2 separate regions of the Macaca mulatta genome follow, and region 1 is linked to region 2. A link is a contact called in public Hi-C data. All regions are on one chromosome and are shown on one strand. The core of a region is the stretch at or near the end of the contact, and the rest is flanking DNA. Distances in the headings are between cores, read along the strand shown.

The links. A called contact is a pair of places that touch in the nucleus more often than the background predicts.
Region 1: a Hi-C map of blood shows a contact between it and region 2, with 4 times the contacts expected there. The contact joins the promoter of ABTB2 here to the enhancer-like site in region 2. A contact is called at or near these places in 4 of 14 Hi-C or Micro-C datasets (CD4 T cells, blood, cortical neurons and 1 more).

The regions. Positions count from the first base shown.
Region 1 is chr14:30,913,278-30,916,816 of T2T-MMU8v2.0, reverse strand. It overlaps ABTB2 (ankyrin repeat and BTB domain containing 2), which reads right to left and starts at 1,916. Exons shown (of 17, transcript XM_015114548.3): 1 at 627-1,916. The coding sequence starts at 1,509.
Region 2 is chr14:30,815,417-30,819,071 of T2T-MMU8v2.0, reverse strand. CAT (catalase) reads left to right here. Exons shown (of 13, transcript XM_001115625.5): 10 at 1,095-1,225. The region is part of intron 4 of LOC144334270 (a long non-coding RNA gene); the gene reads right to left. Among named protein-coding and RNA genes, the nearest start is that of CAT, 27 kb to the left of the region's middle. Within about 2 kb of position 1,706, at least 11 of the 40 cell types and tissues checked have an H3K27ac peak or open chromatin away from gene starts, as enhancers often do. A contact at or near this core is called in CD4 T cells and blood, where this site is marked.

The DNA.
Region 1 (3,539 bases), core at 667-3,166, 98 kb before region 2:
GGGGAATCGGGGGTCCCCAGGTTTCATCATTCCTGGGCACATATAGTTAAGAGCGCGCCACCACCCCTCTAGCGCCTGACAGCATCCTTCAGCCCAGCAAAGCACAAGGCGCAGCGCCAGATCTCGGGCTTCCCACTCCCCTCCCCTCATCTCACTTATCCAAGGCTCAGGTCTTTAAGCTGGGACCCTTTGGCTGCTGCTATTGGGCTGGGGAAAACTAGGGGGCAGAATCAGTCAATCTGCCCAGCTGTTGGGAAAAGACAGCAACTAGAGATCTAGTTAAGCACGGCAAAGAGCCACGGGGCAGTAAGTTTCACTTCAAGAGAGGTTCAGGAATGGCTTGGTCAAGAGATTCAATCTCACCCAATCAATGAACGGCCCGCAGATAGTAACAATGCCACGCAGCACAGGATGTAGATCATTCACGAGTTTGCCCTCCAAAAGTCAGTTACCCTTAGAACAATCTCTGACAAGTGACATTTAATGAACCCTATCCTCAGACCCAACGCTTTCTCCCAAAGTACTGGCACAGCCACCAGCTTTGTCTCAGGAAATTCACTCCCCCAGTAGCCCAGGGCGGGATTTCTTGCCTACCCAGTCTGCCAGTCCGAGGCCCGCGCGCTTACCATTGGCGTTCTTGCCGCAGATGAGATGCTCATAGGGCTGCAAGACGCCCCAGAGCTCGGCGTCGTTGTTGATGACCATCTCCAGGGCCTCAGCAGACACCTCCCCGCCTCCGGCCCCTCCGCCATCAGGGCTCTGGCTGGCCATCACCCTGGCTCGGATCTCCTCCACCAGGTTCTCCATACAGGCGGTGAGCGAGATGGCCGCGTACTCATGGATGCGTACGGAGATTCGGGTGTCCACCATCCAGCGGAAAAAGCGGCCCACTGAGAAGGTGAGGCCGCAGCGCGCGGACTTGCCCCGGCGCAGCCCGTCTCCGGCGCTCATGCTGTACAGGGACAGCGCCTTGACGGCTGCCAGCGCGCAGCTCTCCGCCAGAGCCCAGCTGTGCACCAGGCGCACGGCGCTCTGCACCTCAAAGCGGGTGCACTTGGCGTGCAGCACGCTCAGGCGCTGCGCCTCGCGGGCCACGCGGATCAGAGCCCTACGGAGCAGCCCGGCCAGGCGCCTCACCGCCTCGGCGGAGAACTGGGGCAGCCGCCGACCGCCCGCACCTTTGCGGAGCACCCGGGCCACGTCTCCCTCGGTCCAGGGGAACTCCTCCAGCTCCGGGAGCCGCGGGCAGCGCGAGAAGAGGTCGGCCACTTCGGGGTCCTCGGGCAGCACCGTGTTCACCGTGTCCCAGCTGTTGTGGCGGCTGTTCATGGAGCCGGAGTAGCACCACCAGGCCGCCCCGCGGTGCTGCTGCGCCGAAGAGTTGAGCGCCTGCGAGTTGGACTTGGAGGACGAGAGGCTGAGCGAGCGGCACGAGTCCCCGGCCCCATACCCGGAGTCCAAGGTCAAGTCCTCCAGCGTCTTCAGAGTCGAGCTGTACGTCCCGGCCATGGGGAGCCTGCCGCGGGCGGCGTCGCCGAGCGAGCGAGGGGCGCTCACAACTCCATGCGCTCTTCCCCAAGTGGGCAGAAACAAGCTCTAGGCTCTCCGAGCCACCCTCTTTCCTCTCTGTGCCGCGGGGCTCGGCGGCCGCATTGCCAGCCCGGAGGCCGCGGGAAGGCGGGCGAGATCCGTGGCCAGCCGGAGCCCCACGCTCCTGGCGTCCCGACTCGAAGCTGTCACTGGAAAGATCCTCGCCGCTCCCCCTCGGCACTCCCCCTTGTCTACCTCTAATTCCCACAAGCGGAGCGTCAGTCCTCCACAGAGAAGGACTCCCGGGAGAACAGGGCGGCGGCGAAGGGCGCAGGGCGCAGCGCGAGTCCGGGACCAGCCGGCGAGAAAGCGCTCGGCAAACTTCTGCTCGGCGCCGGCCGGCGGCACAGCTGGGTACCAGGCTGCGTCCGACATGCAAATAACCTCGGGCAGCTCACCAATCACCGGCCGCGATGGGCGGGGATGCACCAATGATCTTCGAGGGGGCGGTCACTATGCAGATTTCACTTTGCCTTGGGTGAAACCCCGCGGCGGCGGAGGCGGGGCTGGAGGCGGAGGGCCGGGCACGCGGCTGGGATGGGGGTGGAGATGGAGGTGGGGATGGGGGGTGGGGGGGTGGGGGTGGGGGGTGGGTTGGGGGGATGGGGGGTGGGTTGGGGGGGTGGGGGGTGGGTTGGGGGGGTGGGGGGTGGGGGGTGGGGGGTGGGGGGTGGGGGTGGGGTGGGGGAGGGGGAAGGGCGAGCCAGCGAACTGGGAGGTGGAGGTGGAGACGGGAAAGCAGCGGTCGAAACCATAGCTCCGGAGCTCACGATTTAAAGAAAAATGCAAAGGAAAAGCTACAGAGCGCTGCCACCTTCCCGCAGCCCAGGCTTTGGGCGTTCGCTGCTCGCTTTGGAACCCTTCTCAGCCAGGCGTTCCGGGGTGGGGGCCAGGAGAATGGGGAGGGCCCCAGCCAGGCGCTCCACCTCTCCTCCACCTTCGGCCAGGCCCCTCCCGCAATCCGAAATGAAACGCTGGCTGTGTTTGGAGGGAGGAGGGACGTCCCTGCCTCTCTTCCCAAGTCCGTCTGGCTTCTTTGCGCGGCTGTCTAGGCTCCAATCAGGACAGAATTTCTTAACCTGGGATCTGATCAATGGACGGGCCCCAGAAAGCCTGTGAGTGCCTCCGCCCATTTGTAGTTTCACCTGCCCTTTTCTGAGTGCTACTATGGGGAGGAGGCCCCAACTTTTGTCAGATTCTCGAGAGTATCCATGAGTTTTCTGTTACCGCTGTGTGACGATACCACTTGCTGTCAGGTGGATCCTTTTTGTCCGAGGTAGAGAGTGTTCTTACAGGAAGAATGAGAAGAAGGTGGCAGAGCGGTCCCTAGCCCTGGGTTCCGCTCGGAACACCTAGCTGGATGCAGGTGTTCGCCTCCTAACGCGTGCTGGTGGGCGAGCCGTATGCCCCCGCGGGACCCAGTTCCGCCGGGGTACAATGAGTGGCTGACCTCCAGGCAGCGCCAGTGCCAACTTACCGCGGGGCGGGTGTCCCCAAGCGGTCCGCCAGAGCTCTGTAAGTTCAGCACTCCCATGCCCGGTCCAGGCACGTCCCGCCGCTGCCCTGTGGCTACTCACACGCACGTGCGCGAACGGACCTGTGCCCCCTCCACGGGAACCGCAGACTCAAAGCGGGGATTGTGCGTTCGCTCTTCTCAAGTCAGCCTCCCCGACTCCTGAATGGCTCCTTTGTGTTGCATTTTACACAGTTCTGACCTTGGGCTGTGAGTTGGATATGAACTAGAAATGTCTGGTTTGTCTCTTTCCTTCTGAAATTAATGGCCTTTACCCCCGGCGAAACTGCTTTTTATTTGGCAATTTCGCCTAATTTTGCCTTTCCACGGGTCTTTATTTATGCAACATCGCCGCCCGATGGTTAGAATTGGGAACAGAGTCAAAGATGGAAGTACTGTAATATCAAAGACACAAGTCAGCAGAGATCAAATTAAC
Region 2 (3,655 bases), core at 457-2,956:
ACTTGGCGTCTTGATGAATGTCATACATAGGCATCTCTTGATTATCTACTGTGGATGATCTGTTATGGCAGTGAGCTGGCTAAAATTCCGATCCCAGATTGGTTTGCTCAAACCACTTAATATGTTTCTGGGCCACTCCTGTTTAGGCAGTGTGTGCTCGGGTAGTGAAAGCTTCTGCTAATGTCAGCCAAAGCAAAGTATAGTTGAGAAAATAAATATGCCAAAATGAAAAAAAAGCCTCATAATTTATTTCAAAAGTCAAAGAAAATATTTTGATTGTATTTGTCACTGTTTCTTATAAGTCCAGATAAGTAAGTGCTGATATACAATTACCACATTTTTTTTAAAATTCTTTTTTTATTGATCTGTGGAGGGTGTGAAAGTGAAGCTACAATGGAACAAAGTCATCATCGTCAGTAAAGGAGAGATACCCTGAGAATCCTAAAAACACTTCAAGGAATAGCAAAGTAGAGTTCTGTAATGGAAATACTGTATATGCTGGGCTGGAGGAGACAAAGAACCCAGAGTTCCAACCCCACATCTACCACTGGCTTCTGTGTGACCTTGCAGCAGTCAGGTCACATCACAGAGCCCCATGCTTGTGTCTGTAGATTCAAGGAGCAGAACCAGAACTTTCAGATTTCCGTCAAGAATTTTGTGATGCAGTGTTTGAATTGAACCCGAGTCCAAATGACACAATTTTTCAAGTCAATTTTGAAATGTGTCTTTGAACCTCATCCCTGTATGGTGGCCAAATCAAGCACACGTGTATAAACTTCTACATGTGCTGTAAGCCTCAGAGGACTTGATAGATGAGACCCTTTGAAGTGTCAAAAGGGACTTTGAGATTCATTCATAAAGTGCGGCAGCCTGTGCAAGCATTTAGCAGATGGCAGCGTTCCCTTAGAATCTTCATACTACCTGTAGCTAAATGCAGGAAATTAAAAATAACATGTGTGTGTTGTGTTTATATCCGTGTATGTGTACATGTGTATTTGATTACCACTTAAATTTATTTCTCATCACAGTGATTATTTGCAGACTTACTTGACTTTTCTTGTTCCTAAGTGCATCTGGGTGGTTTTCTTTTGAAGGTGGTGCTCCAAATTACTACCCTAACAGCTTTGGTGCTCCAGAACAACAGCCTTCTGTCCTGGAGCATAGCACCCAATATTCTGGAGAAGTGCGGAGATTCAACACTGCCAGTGATGATAATGTTACTCAGGTAATGACTTCTTTGTCTGCTATGGAAGTCACCTGCTAATTCTCCTTGTCAATGCCTGCATAATCTGCACCCCCCACCCCCGCAACGACCAAACTGTCTGATGTATCTTAAATTGAATTCAGGGAAGACTCATCTGTGATAGTAAATTGGGCCCCTAACTGGCTGGAGTTGAAGGGTTTTATTCCTCTGGTCTTTTGCCTCAAGGTATGGAGACTCCGTCTCAGTTTCTTCAAACTTTATTGAAGGGATATGGGGAGGGGGACATCGGGGAAACAGTGATTTCGTGGGAATTTAAGAAATGAGCATATACAGCGTATGTGGAGACAAATCTAAGAATCTGGGCAGGACAGCCCAGGGGTTCAAGGACTAGAACTAGAGATCCAAAATAGCTCCAGGAGCCTCGACCACAAGAGTGTGGGCGTTTCCACTGCAGAGCTCGCCCTTCACGTGGCTTATTCTCCATCTGTCTGCTTCTGCTTGCCGGTGCTAATTGATTATTTTTACCACAGCTTCCTGTTTTCTCCTGTCTGCGTCAGAGCTTCTGTTTTATCATTGTTGTGGCTTTTTCACAACGATGGTTTTCCCTTTAAGACATCTTTCTCCACGTATTACTCTTTTTTTTTGGACCACCTTTTACTCCTTCTCTCAACATATCTCAGATTCTAGAGAGATGGAATCCTATTGACTTGGCTAATCTTTTCACCCCAGGTTGCACCATTGGCCTTGGTCAGCCTCTAGTTAACTGCCCCAGGTCAAGTGCTCATCCTCTTTCCAGTCGCTTATAGCTGCCCTAAGGGCTGTTTCAGCACATGCTATGAAGGAGGCCCTCAGACTTGAAAGGGCCTGTGGGTGGGCAGCTGCCTCCTTAATGTGTCCAGTGCAACTTATATCACACACAATAAAATAATAAAGTTAAAAGTATAGTTATTCTAGAGCTCTGTTTGAGCAGTTAGTGTTAAACTTAGTATTTAAATTAGATTAGAACCTATTTCTAGTTTCTCAGTTTGTGAGTGTGGGTTCCAAGTAAAAGATACTTAAATACATGAATTAATTCACTGTGAGGATATCTTTGCTTGAAAAGCATTTACGTATATACATATATATGTATATATAAAAAAGAAATTACATTATCGTAGGATATAAACCATTTTTAGATGAGCTTAAAACATTTCCTGCAAACCTTTTATGTAACTGCATTATTTTTGGTGATGCAGATGACACCAAGTATGTTACAGTACATTCCCTGCCTCTCAAAGAATTTTGCCTATGTAAGGTCAATACAGGTATTAAACCAGCTGATACAACCCTTGCAAAACTTAATTAATGAGGCTATTGCTTACACATGAAAATTTATTATGTGCTCATCCTTATTTATTGAGAGAGTTTCTTATCACTATATAGGATATAGTATGGTTTTTAAGTAATCACAGTACTATTGTTATAGATTCATAGCATAATTCTGTGACGATGTATCACATGGGAAATACATAAGAAGGTCCAGATTTATTCTCTTAAAAATGATTCACTTGGGCTTGCCTCTGTCTATGGCAGACTAGCTTGTATCATACTTACCATTTCATGGAGAACATTGAAAAGGTGGGTAAAATACATAAAGCATTTGTTTGAAGGCTTTGGAGAGCTAACAAAGCAACACAGATTTAAAGGATCAAGATCAAAGATAGAAAAGAAGTGCAGAAAAAAAAGTGCAGAGAAGTAAATTTGACATTTGGTTTCCTTTCCTCTTGAGGTATTTGTTAATTTGTAAGCACTGGTCCAGAAGCTGAGTGGTGTTTACAGCAGTCTTATGAGTCTGAAGGGACAAAAATTGGAATTCAAGGTCTGCAAAGAAGCAGAGCTTCTAGTTACACTCAGGGCTTTCAGTTGAAATCCCTGAAGGGCCATGCCTAGGAATAAGGGCAAACTTGAAATAAACTTGCTCTCACAAAACATGAAACACAACTTTGCCTCTGCTCAGTCTCAGATTGGATTAAGGTGATCTCTCTGTACGCCATCTGTCAGAAGCAAACAAAATTTTCTTTGGTGGAAAATAGAACCTCAAATGATTCTAGACCTTTTTATATGCAAATGTTCAACATTCAACAATAAATGACCAGGCACCTAACACATTAAGACCTTATGACTGAAAATCAAGAGGGAGAGAAAACCCCCTACAAACTGACAGTACAAACAAACCTACTGGAGGCTTAAATAATGGAACTGTCAGATACAGGTTTTAAAATGACTAATTAATAGGTTTAAGAAAATAGATGACAGCATGAAGAATTTAGTAAGAGAACTTTAAGCTATAGAAAAAGAGTTGAATGGACATAACTAGAAAATGTAACAACTGAAATTAGAATTTAGTAGATGGCTTTTAAAGGAGGTTAACATGGCTGAAGAGAAGATTAGTGAATTGGAAGATAGAACAAT